Regions from separate parts of the Zea mays genome. Here region 1 is linked to region 2. Evidence: chromatin contacts called from public Hi-C data. All regions are on one chromosome and are shown on one strand. The core of a region is the stretch at or near the end of the contact, and the rest is flanking DNA. Distances in the headings are between cores, read along the strand shown.

Region 1 (7,215 bases), core at 2,953-5,452, 180 kb after region 2:
GAAGCAAACACTAACTGTGCTACTACTACTACTAATTTTTTTTTGTCTATAAACAGAAAATAACCTGAAATTGCATTCTGTTGCCTATCGGATTAGCAGGGTTTGGAAGGGAGAAGGTACTGAATGGTGAATAGTTACAACAGTTTTGGCGGAGGAGGCCCAGAGAGATCAGGCTGGCTATGCTTGAGCCTTTGGACCCAATGAGCAAGCCAGTTCTTGTGATCATGAGTCTCCTGACAGATCGAGCTTGGCATATTGTCGAGTGTGCCATCTCTGTCAAGAACACTCTTAAACTTCTCCAGTATCTGAACTATTTGAGAGAAGTCAGGCCTCTTCTCCGGATGCGAGGCCCAACATTGCTCAATTAGAAGACGTACTGGTGTTGGGCAGCTAGTAGGAATGGCCGGCCTCACATTCTGAAAAGTAGAAAAGTACGTTCGTCATTTAGATTTTCCAAAAAGCAACACTATATATTGCACAGTCATGAGGCAAGAATGTATGTGTACTCCTAAAACTTCACCATACAGCATCACTATTTGAAATGTCTTTTCAACATATTGTTTCTTTAGCAACTCAATCTCTTAATTTTAAACAAGTCAATGAATATATATGTGACCATGGAGGAAAGAAAATAGGCATCAGGTTATTACCTTGTCAAAAACAGCGAAAGCTGCTTGAAATGGGTTCAGCTCTTCATATGGTATCGTTCCAGAAAACATTTCCCACAAAATAAGGCCAAAGCTGTAGACGTCGACTTTTCGACCGTACGCTTTGTGCTTCATCATCTCTGGAGCCATCCATCTAAATGTCCCAGTGTCGTTTGCCAGAGGGTCACAGTACTCTTCTTCACAAGCTATTCCAAAATCAACAATCTTTGCACAGAATACATCATCGAATATGATGTTCTCTGGCTTCACATCACGATGAACAACTCCCTGCGAGTGAATGTATGACATGCCGCGTGCGATGTCCAAGCTAATTGAGATGATCTTGCCTAGAGGAAGAGCTTTGTGATCCAACTTGTGCAAAAACGCTCGCAGAGAACCACCAGAAAGGAATTCAGTGATGACACAGAATACTGGTGGACTGCTGCATGCTCCAACCAGCTACAAAGAAAAAATGTGAATGAAGTGAGAAAACTCAAAAAAGCAAGTCCTGATCTGTAAATATGATAAAGATGGCTTTCGTTTCCTGAATTTCAGTATGATTGCACTCAACTGAACAGAGGACTACACTACATGTCCCCATGTGATAGGCATTTAAGTGTAGGATAGGATTCCACAACGTACCTAACTTTTCTGCCTAAACTTAGTTCTTCAATTCGAGCGACTAAGTTTGACAGATTGTGTCGTCTTAAGTATGAAACCAAATAGCCCTTAAGGTTTTCCATTCAAAATAAGTTGAAAGTTCATAACAGGTTCAAGCGTCCATGTGGCTATGCAATTTTATATACTGTAACAGTTGTCAACAAGAAAAAATACTCTACTTTTATAAATATATGACACCGTTGACTTTTAAAAAAAACTTTGGCCACTCATCTTATTTTAAAAAATAATGAGTTATTTTTTGGTTTATTTTATCACTTAAAGTAGTTTGTGCTTAACTTAAAATTTTACATTTTTGAATAAGGCGAGTGGTCAAAGTTTTTGAAAAAAAGTCAATAGTTTCATATATTTGTGAACGGAGGTAGTAGAATACTGCATATACATCAATAATCAAATTTCTTTTTAGTTGACCATATAACCATGATTGCATCTAAACCCAAATTTTAGCAAAGTAAAATAACTAGAAAACCTCATGCACGCAATAAAATAATTTGACATTCCAAGCTGTTCCACAGCCAGTGTAGAATCATGTTAGCATAATCATCATAAATAAAAATATCACAAAACGGAAAGTCGTCAGTTACCTTGATGACATTAGGATGATTGAGGCGTGACAGAGTGGCGACCTCGGTGTGGAACTGCTTCTCAAGCTGAGCAGCCAGCTCTGCATCTTCCTCATCATCAGGCTGTCTGATGAACTTGACAGCAACAGGCTGCTCTTTGTAGATTCCGTGGAACAACCGGCTGTGAGCCCCGGACGCGAATCTGTGCCCAATGAGCAGCTGGGAGCGATCGACGGACCATTTCTCGAGTACCTCCAGTGCAGTTGCAGCAACCTTCATCCTCCCGTTGGCATGGCCCTCCTTCCTATTCTTCAGCTTGCCCGGTGCCCTCACCGTCACCGGCGCTGGAGGACAACCATTCAGCTCTAGAGAAGACGCGGATCTCCGGGGCGGCGGCGGAGTGGAGAACCTCTTGGTGGCTGATTTGGCCTCTTGAAACACTTCAGCAACGTGGCGAGACGGGAGGGGAGACCTCGCCCTCTGCTTCGTCTTGGGCGCCTCGCCGAGCACACTTAGCGACGAGCTGCGCGTGAGGGCATCATCGCCGGGCGTTTTCTTCCGCGGGAACGGGGCAGGGCTTGAGCACGCTCTCTGCAGCTTCAGGCTCTGCTCGTCAGGGTGGAAGGAGAACTCGAGTGCTCCCGGGCTCTCAACCTCCGCGCTCTGAACCGCGGGTACCCGAGGTACGGCCACGCTGAGTTTGCCAATTCCTTTCTTTCCGTTTGAAGCCTTGGCATCGTCCTCCTTCCTCGCCGATGCCTCTTGCGACGACGGGCGATCGCTGACTGCCTTGGCGTGCTGCCCCGGCTTGGCGTCTGAAGATGACATGTCCTTAGGCTTGGGCTTGGGCTGGGCGCAGAACGAGCTCGTCGTCGGAAGGGACGATGTGGACAACCTCGTCCCTGGCTCCATGTTGAGGCCATGGAGCTTGAACCCCGAGGCGGAGCCCTTCTGCCTGAGCGCGGCCCCACGGTTGAACTGCTCGACGAATGCGCCGAACTGCTCCCTCCCGGAATTGGAGCGGACGACGGAGTGGGAGAAGCGCGTCCGCCGCACCCACGAGTAATCCTCGTCGTCCATCTTCCTCTCTCAGATCCCGAGGCCACCAACCAATGGCGAGCCCAGGAATTGGCAGCCGCTCGTGTCGTCAACGATAAGAGCGATGGAGCGCGCGCAGGAGGCGGATTGGTGCCTTGGTCTTGGTGGATGTCTGCTTCGCTGCCACCAACGAGATGGTCCCGTATTCCCGATACAGCTGGATCAGAGAAATCTGGACGAGAGGAATCCGGATCCTAGCACATCCCACAGGTCATTAAACAAGCGCCACATTTGGTAGTGCTGCTCCCTTTCCTTGTTGAAGAAGGACCCCGAACCGAACCTTCTGCCCCGCTCGATAGCTCTGCAGATTCGATGAATGAAACAAACCAATTCGAAAGCAGAGGCAGCAGACGTCAGAGATCAATACGCTTGGTCAACGAGAAAGAAAGAAACGTAGATGAATTCTTATTTGAAATTGAAGTCGCCAGAAAAGAAAAACGGTCAAAAGCCACAAGCTACGTCTACGAACAGAGGAGTTTCGGATCGAAGCGCGACGAACCGTGCCGGATCCGGACTTCGGCGTGGAAAAAAACAGAGACGTGCGGGAAGCATCACCATAGCATAATGTGGAAATAGAGAAAGGTCAAGAAAAAGAAAAGGGCGGGCGGGCGAGCGGCGCGGCAGGGCGGTACGGGCACGCGAGAAACGCGAATCTGCGGGAAGCATGACGCGGAGCCGGAATTCAAATCCCACTATACACAGTTACACACACACACCCCGTCGTCCCTGACGACGCGACGCAAAACGTAACCAACCAACCGGTGCCCAAATCCAAACAGGAATTGGCCTTCGCCCCCTCCTCACAATCATCAACATTCAACAAAGACGACCCTTCCTCACAATCATCAACATAGACGAGCGAGAGGCGTCGCCGCCGCTTACCCGATCGTGAGGAGCGGACGACGCCAGCCGCGAACGAGCAGGCACCAGGCAAGCAAGGCAGCCACGAAAGTGGGAGGAACGCGCATCAACGTGGGTGTGCTGTGCAATAAAAGGCGGCCGACGGAAGGAGGGACGACGGTACGGATCCAAAGCTGCGCGCCGGTAAGGAAGGCGGCCAGGCGACGCCGGAAACCTGGAAGCGGAGTTCGCGCGGCGCGGGGGGGAGGAGGAGGATGAGAAAAATGTTGCGATGGAGAGGCCGCCAAAGGTTTTTATTGCTTTGGCGAATCCAGCGGCTTCGGCCTTCGGTGCGGGCAGGTGCTGGGGGAGGCCGGCGTCCCCGTCGCCGTCCTAGTCCCGCATGAGCACCAATCCTGCCGGCTTTGTGCGTGCTATGTGGCCTGACGTGACACGATGGGAGTCATCCGAATACTTTTTTTAAATTTTAAAATACTATTCCTACACTAAAGTTAGATCGAGATCGAAGTTTACGTGCGAAGTCACCGATTCAACGAATATTATACGGTCAATTATTGGATACGACTTTTTTTAGATTAATTAAGCATGTACGTATGGTGCTTCTTTTTGTGAGGGGGGTGGGCCGGCGGAGGTGCGTGAGAAGCGAGACAGGTCTTCTCATGTATTTCGTAGCGTGGGCTGCTACCCTGCTAGTGGTACCATCTCAGATCCATGTGGACCTCGTGCATGTGAAGGATAGTGTCCCCGTATGGCTGGGTGCCGCGAGTCGCAGGCACGGTCCATGGTCATAGCCTATTCTATTACGGGAAGCTGCGGTGTTACTGGATCCGTTTGCTGCCAGACTTTTGGAGATCTTTCGCTTTATTTTAGAGGTTGTGGGAACACGGCAAGACATAAAGTAGTTTGTTGGCGTAATGTCGCTCAAGATCGTAATGTCCCCAAGATCCTCAAAACAGTAAAATACATTTTCGGTACTTAAACTTATCGTCATATGTCATCCTGATCCACAAACTTTGAAAGTGTGTCCGTTGGGTCCATAATCGTTGTTCGGGTCTCAATTAGGTCTAAACAGGATCATATTTGACATGTGGACCCCACATGTTACCATGTGTATCTATTTTCTCTCTCTCTTTTCCACGAAGCAGTTAATCTGGAAACGAAGGAGGCCATCGTGTCTACTGATGCTTCGAAACAAATGACGATGTTGTCTCCATGTGATATCCTGACCCCTAGTGGATGGTAATATCCTAGCCTAAGGCTTAATATAATTAATATAGTACTCATATCAACAAGATGCATCTTCTTTTTTGTAAGCCTACCTCGAAAGAACCTCTGGGTTAAGTGTATCACCTTGAATTTGGGGATATAAATTTTCTTTCTAATTATCACCCAAATTCATGTGTTACTCTTCTCTCTCTAGTTTCTATCTATCTATAGATTGTCTCTCCCTCTCTCTTCCTTTTTAGTAGAATTAGCTTAAAGTTAGGGGGATTTAATTATTTATTTTTGCCAAAACATTATGAATCATGACATTTGCATCATGCTGAGCTTAAAATATTCTTTGAAGTGTTGCACATGTTTGAATTTATTTGAATTTGAAACCTAATTTGATTTTGGAATTGAAAACCCTATAGAAAAGAAATAGAAAAGGAATTAGAAAATCCAGAGAAAAAGAAAAAGGGAAAGCAGCCCAAACCAGCCCAGCCAGGCCGCGCGCCAGCCGCCCCTGATAGGCGGGTCCCGCCTGTCAGCGGCAGTCTGTCCCGCGCTCCCTTCCCTTCCTCTCGCTCGCTGCCCAGTGGAGCCGACCTGTCGGCGCCAGTTGCTTCGCCCGCGCGCGTCCCTCTTCTCTCTCTGTCTCGCGGGCCCGTTCTGCCAGGCGCTGAGCCGTTGTCCCATGCGCCCCTTCTCTCTCTGCGTCGTGGACCCTCCCTGTCAGTTCCGCCCTCCTCGCCCTCGCCGTGGACCGGCGCGTGCGCACTCGCGCATGTCGCCGGAATTCTCGGCCATGACGCCACCCACGCGCCCCCAACTCCCTCTTAGAGCCCCGCCAGAGCCCGCACTCACTCCCCCGCCTCATTTTGCACAGCTCCGCCCTCTCTCGCGCTCTGCCCACGCCACCAGAGACCCGCGCCCGCTTCCCCGGCCATCTAGCTCGACGGAGACCGCGCCAAGCCACCCCGAGGTGAGACACCTTTGCCCGTGCTTAATTTCCCCGATTTCGCTCTATGCTCGGCCAATTTTGGCATCGCCGGTGCTCGGCCGTGGTGGTCCATTGCGCCCGCGCGGTGGCCAGCCAAATTAGCCCGGCCTAGTGCCCGATGTTGGTCCCTGTGTCACCCCTGCCTCTGCTGAAGCTATCCTAGGCCTTAGCGTGCCTCAAGCCCCCTCCCCACGACCGGAATCCCTCACCGAAGTTCCTCCGACCCGCCCGAGGCTTTCTCCCCACCGTTCTCCCCTCTCTATCCGCGGATTCGTGGCCTTTTCCCCGCCACTGAGTTCGCCTTGACGTTCTCTCCCTCTCTGCCCAATCCCGGCGACCCCGGAGCCACCCTAGCACGCGTCTGCCTCAACTCCGTCGACCTCACCGCTGCGGAGATGAGCAGCACCGCCCGCAGCCGTTCACCCCTCCCCGGTCTGATCCCCTCCGTCCGATCTTGATCGCACGACCCAGATCGTGGATACCGTTTCGCGTACGCGCGCCCTGTGCCCCTGGCTCGCTGTCAGCATTACTTTATGAAACCTAAGGATTGACTAATCTGTATTCACTTATCCTTGTTTACCTTTTGGGTTATCATGGTTAGCATTTTGCTATTGCCTTGACTTTAATCAATGAACATGATGTGAACATTTATGGTACGATATTCTTATCCTGATTATGTTGATGATCTTGTGATACTTTAGGGGACTCAGGCCTTTTTCCTGATTACCTCTCCGTAAGGACCTGTTCGTGGAGTGACCACCCGGGATAACAGTGCAACCATGAGGGTGGAATGGGACGCCCTTAGCTGATTAATTAGATGAACCTGGGGGTGTAGTTGGCTTTGCCTGAGGGCCGTCAATGGGGACCGGGCGTAGTGCTCGCTCTGCCAAGGTTGGGGTGCAGAGGTTCATTCGATTTGGTTTTGTTAGTCACCCACTTTGGGGAGGTGTACTGCGTTTGTACGACTGGCAAAACCTAACGAGCAACTATACACCAGGGGAGTCTTTGTAAAGGCTACGTAGTGTATCCCTAGCCATTCACCTTGGTAGTGAAGATCGGGTCTGTACAACCCAGGCTGGAAAGGGATCACGACTTGTGGGTAAAGTGTACAACCTCTACAGAGTGTTAAAAACCGGTATATCAGCCGAGCTCATGGTTAAGAGCA
Region 2 (6,608 bases), core at 2,881-5,380:
GTTCGGTTCTCGCAAACCTACTCCCCGTTGAGGAGGCCACAAAGGCTGGGTCTTTTTCAACCCTTTCCCTCTCTCAAACGGTCTCTCGGACCGAGTGAGCTTTCTCTTCTCAATCAAACGGGAACAAACTTCCCCGCAAGGATCACCACACAATTGGTGTCTCTTGCCTTGGTTACAATTGAGTTGATCGCAAGAAAGATTGAAAGAAAGCACGATTGCAAAAAGCCAAGCGACAAGAGCGACAAATAACACACGGATCACTTTCTCTCTCAAGTCACTAATCACTAATGATCTCTTTTCTCAATTGTGAAACTTGGAGAGATGGAGGCTTTGAATGTGTCTTGGAATGAATTGCTAGCTCTTGTATTGAATGTTGAAGGTTGAAATGCTTGGATGACTTGAATGGAGGTGGTTGGGGTTGTATTTATAGCCACCAACCACTTCCTAGCCGTTGCTCCATTCTGCTGAGCGCGGACGGTCCGCCCGCCTGGTCCGGACGGTCCGCCCCTGTAGATCAACGGCTGAAAACGCAACGGTCAGCAGTAACGGCTATATCAACGGCTATATCAACGACTATATTGCATTTAATGCGTCGTCAGATGTCAGATAAAGCCAGTCGCGGACGGTCCGGTCGTGCACCCCGGACGGTCCGCGAGGCCGCTATAATTCATTTTTTCGAACCCGTCACCTTCGGGTTTTTTCGGTTTCTCACCTACCGGACGGTCCGCGCCTGAGGCCGGACGGTCCGCGCGAGGGCTCGGACGGTCCTTGCTTTTCCTCCGGACAGTCCGTAGTGTAGACTTGTATTTTTGCATTGGTTCTGCCCGAAGATTATCCTGGTGTCGCGGACGGTCCGCCGCAGGGGCCCGGACGGTCCGCGCTTGGACTGTTTTTCCAAAAAGCTTCTCCTGTCCGGAATAATCTACGGTATTCTGGACAGTCGATTTAGTATAGTTATAGATGAACCTTTGGCACCTGTAGAACATATAATCTAGAGCAAACTAGTCAGTCCAATAATTTGTGTTGGGTAATTCAACCACCAAAATTAATTAGGAACTAGGTGTAAGCCTAATTCCCTTTCAGGTTTCAACACATTGCAGTAACCTCTTTGTCCTCTTTTTGGGCTTGGACATTCCCCAACCAGATAGCATGGGAAATATTTAGGTTGCAAGGAATTCCTACACTAGGCTGCGGGTGCCAATATGCCTTATCACTGTATTGAAGGCCACATGAGCCGTGTGAGATGTTGAGCCCAAGGCCATGTTGCAAATAGGACACTTATAGTCGATCTAACCTTTAGAGGACTCATAATAATGCCTTTAAATTCTTCTCTTTTTTTGGAATCAGCTTTCACATAGAACTACTCTTTTGTCCAGTCAGCCGACCATTTTGTCTCGTATGCTAGTACAAGATACTTCATGTATTTCCGATAGGCAAAATTGTAGCATCCCAAGTTATTGTGAAAACTGTCTGAAGGCCTAGCCTTCGTCAGATAGTGTAGTTCATGAGCTCTACAGAAGGCTTCAGCTCTAACACCCTAGCTGTGCACTGCCCGTATCAAGACACTATCTGACTATCACATTTGGAGTTAGCCGGTGCATGAAAATCTTGTATTTCTTTAAGACTTTGACAATCATCTTGAACAATGGCAGCCAAAGTCTAGCTTGAAAAAAGCTCCTGAAAACTATGATATCATCATCCTTCGGTTGCGAAGTGGTCTCGTTGCTAGCAAAGTGAACCCCATCCTTCTCATTAATGTAACTTAGCTTTTTTGGCTGAATGTCATTGTCCTCTTCTTTAGCTTTTGAGACACTTTTCTCCACAATGTCTTCTTCCTCATTGGCCCCTATCTCAGTTGTCGCTTTCATAGCCTCAGAAATTGGCATCGTAGCTCCCATTTCCACTATGTCATGAACATCTTCGTCTCTATGGGTTTCTTCAGATGAGACCAGAGTCGTCATCTTAGCGGTTGGGGCCTCCTTAGCCGAAGGTCCGACATTAGCTTGATTGTTGTTTCCAAGTCTATTTTAGTAAAGTACACATTTGTTTGAAGATGGTGTACATGCATTGCATTTGCAAAGACGAAGCTATATGCTTTGGCTCAGCGGCATGGACACGTTACAAAGGAACCAACGAGGGAAGGGTGAAATCTTCAAGACTTGATCAACAAGACTACAAAGAGAAAAGACGACAATGCCTATAGTTGATTTCATAGTTCATATGTATAGGTTAGAGTACATGATTGTTAGAAGTTGTATCCTCCGCTATAAATAGAGGACACTTTTTGAATGAGACAAATTGCTTCGTTTTACCTACGAAGCTGTTTTTCTCTTTTGTCTTCATATTGCTTTCTGTAAAGCTGAATGTATAACTGCAATTACATTTGTTAATAAAGGAACGAAGAAAAGTCATGTTCGTACGTTTGAGATGAGTTGTTCATCAAATTATTATGCTTTGACTTTTTTGTTCCTTCATTATTTATTTATATAACATTTTCTCCTTTAATTAATCTTTTTAGGAAAATTTAATTAAAAGGAGAAGAGGAAGATTAATTGACTTATATGCCTTGTTTTATATATCCTTCAGGAATTAAAAGCAACAGAAATAAAAAACTAAGTAACCAACATTACTCTATCTGATTGTCAATCGTTTCTGATGGCTAGTTCTGTGTAGCATTAGATTGTCTGCAGTGCTTCCCAACCTCCTTTCCCCTCCGCTACTTTAGAGGCTATAGAATCCCTCCACCTGCATCGCAGCCCTCTTGCTATCCCCTGTCTCGCCGCAACACTCTCTCTCCCTCTAGATGCGGGGGAACGCTACGCAGGACGATTGGCTTCTTCCTGCTCCGTCATCTCGTTCGTGCGCTACTGCTGAAATCGAGGCTCGCTAGAGAGGGGAGGCAGGAGGTGCCGACGATAGTGACCGGTGGCGTGCATCGTGCTCGACACGCCATGACGGCACAGAGGATGTTCGATGCCCGACTGAGCGTGCAGACGGAGCCGGGGCGAGGGGAAGAAGACGACGTGTCTCGGATCTGCATCCTGCTCGCTGCTTTCTGCCGCTCTCTGCTCCACGGTTCCCATGATGGCACAGAAATGCGGAAAGCAGCGAGCAGCTTCTCGAGATCTGTTGGTGGAGCTTTGTAGAAGAAAGGAATGAGGAGTGGGGATTTCTGTTGCCGTGGGCGTGTGGGGAGTGAAGATTTCTGTTACCGTGGGCGTGTGTCTGGAAGATGTCAAATACAATTTCGATAGAAATAAAAAGAAAAATAATGTTGAATGGTTGGTATGGTAATTGATGGAGAAATAATGTTCTATGAAAAATGATATTATGTGTCAATATCTCATATACTTGCATGCGTCTAAACAAAGGGAATAAAAGAATAAAAGAAAATAGAAGGATGATAGTTGAGGAAGTTGTAGCGAAATGTATATTTTAATAGTATGGTGGGGTTTAGGGGGATTTTGTAGGGGAACCACTGTGGCACTGTGGTAAGTAAAGATGTAGGGCCCCAGCTGCTCGCGGGCCCCAGCTGTCATAGACTGTATGCGGAGTCTATGACAGCCGGGGCCCGCGAGCAGGAGGTGGCGCATGCAGTCTTCTGCGGAGAGGAGAGAGAAACCGTGGAAAAGGGGAGTGCAGGTACACGGCGTCTGTTTTGCGGAGACGGATGCGGAGGCTGCTGAAGAGCGAAATAGTGACTCAGAGCGTGTATAATGCGGATGCGGAGTGGGATGTGGAGTGTTGCTGGAGTTGGTCTAAGGTAAAACTGCTCCGGATAGCCTTAGCAGGGTAGACGTTCCTGTCAGCTCCTTGACCTATTCCTGACGTTCTTCTTCTGTAGTCCTCCGAAGCTCCAGTTTCTTTAAAATGAGCTCTCACTGTCGATGATAGAGAAACGTTACATTACTGTTTAGTGACGATCACGAGCATGCCATGATGAGCCCATGCCCAGCACGCACAACACAAGTGGCAGGAGACGACAATCCCAAGTTCCCAACGGCAGCGGAAACTTGCTTCGCACGTCGGACGGCCGACGATCAGTCGTGCAAGGATCCGTTCCATGCGGACGATTGGTTGCCGTGGGCCACGCCCAGCAGACGGCCCAGATCTATCTCCCCCAAGCTGGGCTCGCAATCTGGGTCGTCGGCGTCCTAGGCCCCCTCTTCTTCGTTGTCACGCAGTTCTCTGGCTCCGACTCTCCCTCTTCCCCACACCTAAAGATCCGAATCTAGGGAGCGGGTTCCACCACCCCAAGATTCTCGTGGCGACCTCGCAACAACCTTTTTCAGCTCTTCCCATCTCTTCGGTTGCCGAATCTCTCTCGCCTTCTCTCCTTGAGGCTTTTATAATCAGCCTGTTCTTGGTTCATCTCGTTTCTGTGGAGTGGAGACAATTTTTTCGGGTGATAGATTTCGTCTCAGAAACTCTTAAACTACCGTTGCTTTCTACTTGCTCCTCTGATTTGCGCCGAGAAACAACCACTATATAATTATCAGCGATTTCTTTCGTTCCACTCGATCCAACCTTGTTGATTTCCTTTAAAGGCAGCGCCTTTGCCAATCTACTTTTGTTGAGACAGATGTCTAGTTAGTTCTTGAAGAAGATAAGGCTTCCTCGCAGATTATTCTGTTGCTTTACTTTGATTTTGTCAGTTTTGCCCTCAATTTCCACCCGGATAGGACCCGAGCATTCTTTTATTTCTTTCTTTCCCCATAATGGCCATGTCGCTGAGCCGCTTCTCCCAGTGGATATGGCCGGGGAGCAGAACTAGAAATCCTAGAGGCCGCGAGCCACCGGCGGGGAGCACGGCCTTGACGGAAGGCCTCTTCCCGGACTCCCCGTCGGGGTTCCGGGATCCAGACCCTGGTTCTGGCGCGGCACAGCGGCGTAAGGGCAAGAGCCGCCGTCGCGGTGGCCGCGTGGAGGCGAAGGTCGATGGCGAGCACGGCATGGTTATCGTGCAGTCCGACGGTGACGGCTGCCTGTCTGACTCGGACTCCGACGGCTCCGACTGGTCCATCGGCTGGCTCGAGCCGCTCGCGCCGGACCTCCAGAGTGACGTTGACTCCGAGGGAAGCTTCGCCGTCCTCGTGCGGTGCTATCGCCGCGGCCGCGCTGACCGGCCTGACCGTCCTGATGGCAAGTTCCCTGCTCCTGGTGGTGTCGCTCACGGTCACGGTGGTGTTTCTGGTAAGCTCAATATGCTGCTCTTTCTAATTAATTAAAGTACATAACTGAGCAGGTAGACAGACAACACGTACTAATTAATTAAAGTACATAACTGAGCAGGTAGTTAGACATTACGTACTAATTAATTACAGTACATAGCTGAACTTGCTTGTTTAGCCTGTTAAAATGATGCCCTAAATTTGGCAAGTTTCTAGTTATCAACTGTTGAATGCCTTCGACCGTTTTACCCAAAAAAATATCACATTAGCAGTATCCCTCACTTTTTGTACAGTGTGCGGTGTTCCATGTTCCAAGTTCCAACTAATAAGGTCGGTTAGTGACGCTGTGAATCAATTGCTGAGTTTGCTTGGAAACTTCTAATCATGTGTCATATTCATCAATTTTTCTATTGTAATCATAAATTTATCGGAAACCTTGAAAACTCAAAAAATTGGTCAGCATTAAATAAACATATGGCACTGCATTTTTTGTTCTAGGAGATGTGCCCTTAATTTTGTGTCTAGTCTAGTTTGGATAGCTTCAATATTGCAATGGACTGAGCTTAGTCCTACCATACATCTTAGTTAGACCGTCTTCAAACCTAAAACATTATTTTGCACTGTATACTACACTGTTGCAGAGTGAAGATTGAATATAAGGATAGAGATGTGTAAACTGCTGGAGATAGTCTTATGGCCTATTATTGTTTGCTAGTCTGAGCTTTTGTCCTACACATCCATTCTTTTCGCGTCTTCCCAAACATATCTTACTATTACTATTGGAAATTCAGGCATCCAGCCATCCACTATATAAAATGATTGCTCCCTATATGTCATTGTTTTTTAGAACCTTGCCTTTTGTGTTATTGTTGATCATTAGTGGGGAGTCAGACATGGAGCCCAGGGGAAAAGTTCCATTTTGGGTTTTGGCTTCCATGTTGCTTTGCCCCCTCCCTCTTGCACCATCTCTTCTGTCTTATCAGATCACATGCTGCTACAGTCAGGACAGTTTGGCCCAGAACTGCAAATCGTTGCTGCCTTGCTATGCAGACTGCAACTTATTATTTTTTTGTTAGCCTTATTGTTGTAAAATACGAAATTTCTAAATAAATCTTGATTTTCCAGTTTTAAATCTCTGTACATGTAGTGTGTCCACCAGTTCTTCCAGATTGACCAAACTCTGATAATTCAATCTGAGCATCCCATCTCTAACCACTGTAGTTTTCTTTGCATCAGTCGAGACACAAAGAAATGATTGTGATAGGGTGTGTTTGGTTTGACTTTTGGATTTGGCTTTCGTCCCTTACAAGCTAAAAGACAAAACAAAGGGCTGGATCTTGAAAGCAGTTTTTTTTAAAGTAATTTTTCTCACAGTGTAAAAATGAAAGCATCTCTAGACATGCTTTTAGTGGCTTTCAGATGGAACTATGAAAATAT

Evidence for each region. Hi-C and Micro-C count contacts between places; a contact is called where the count stands out from the background.
Region 1: a contact with region 2 is called in a Hi-C map of ear, with 2.6 times the contacts expected there. The contact joins the promoter of LOC100281480 here to the promoter of LOC103643322 in region 2. A contact is called at or near these places in 4 of 25 Hi-C or Micro-C datasets (bundle sheath, ear, endosperm and 1 more).

The regions. Positions count from the first base shown.
Region 1 is chr1:223,319,600-223,326,814 of Zm-B73-REFERENCE-NAM-5.0, forward strand. LOC100281480 (protein kinase) reads right to left here and starts at 4,203. Exons shown (of 4, transcript NM_001154398.1): 1 at 3,869-4,203; 2 at 1,910-3,287; 3 at 651-1,106; 4 at 1-416. The coding sequence starts at 2,968. The coding sequence ends at 135.
Region 2 is chr1:223,140,348-223,146,955 of Zm-B73-REFERENCE-NAM-5.0, forward strand. LOC103643322 reads left to right here and starts at 4,131. Exons shown (of 2, transcript XM_008666473.4): 1 at 4,131-5,193. The coding sequence starts at 4,719.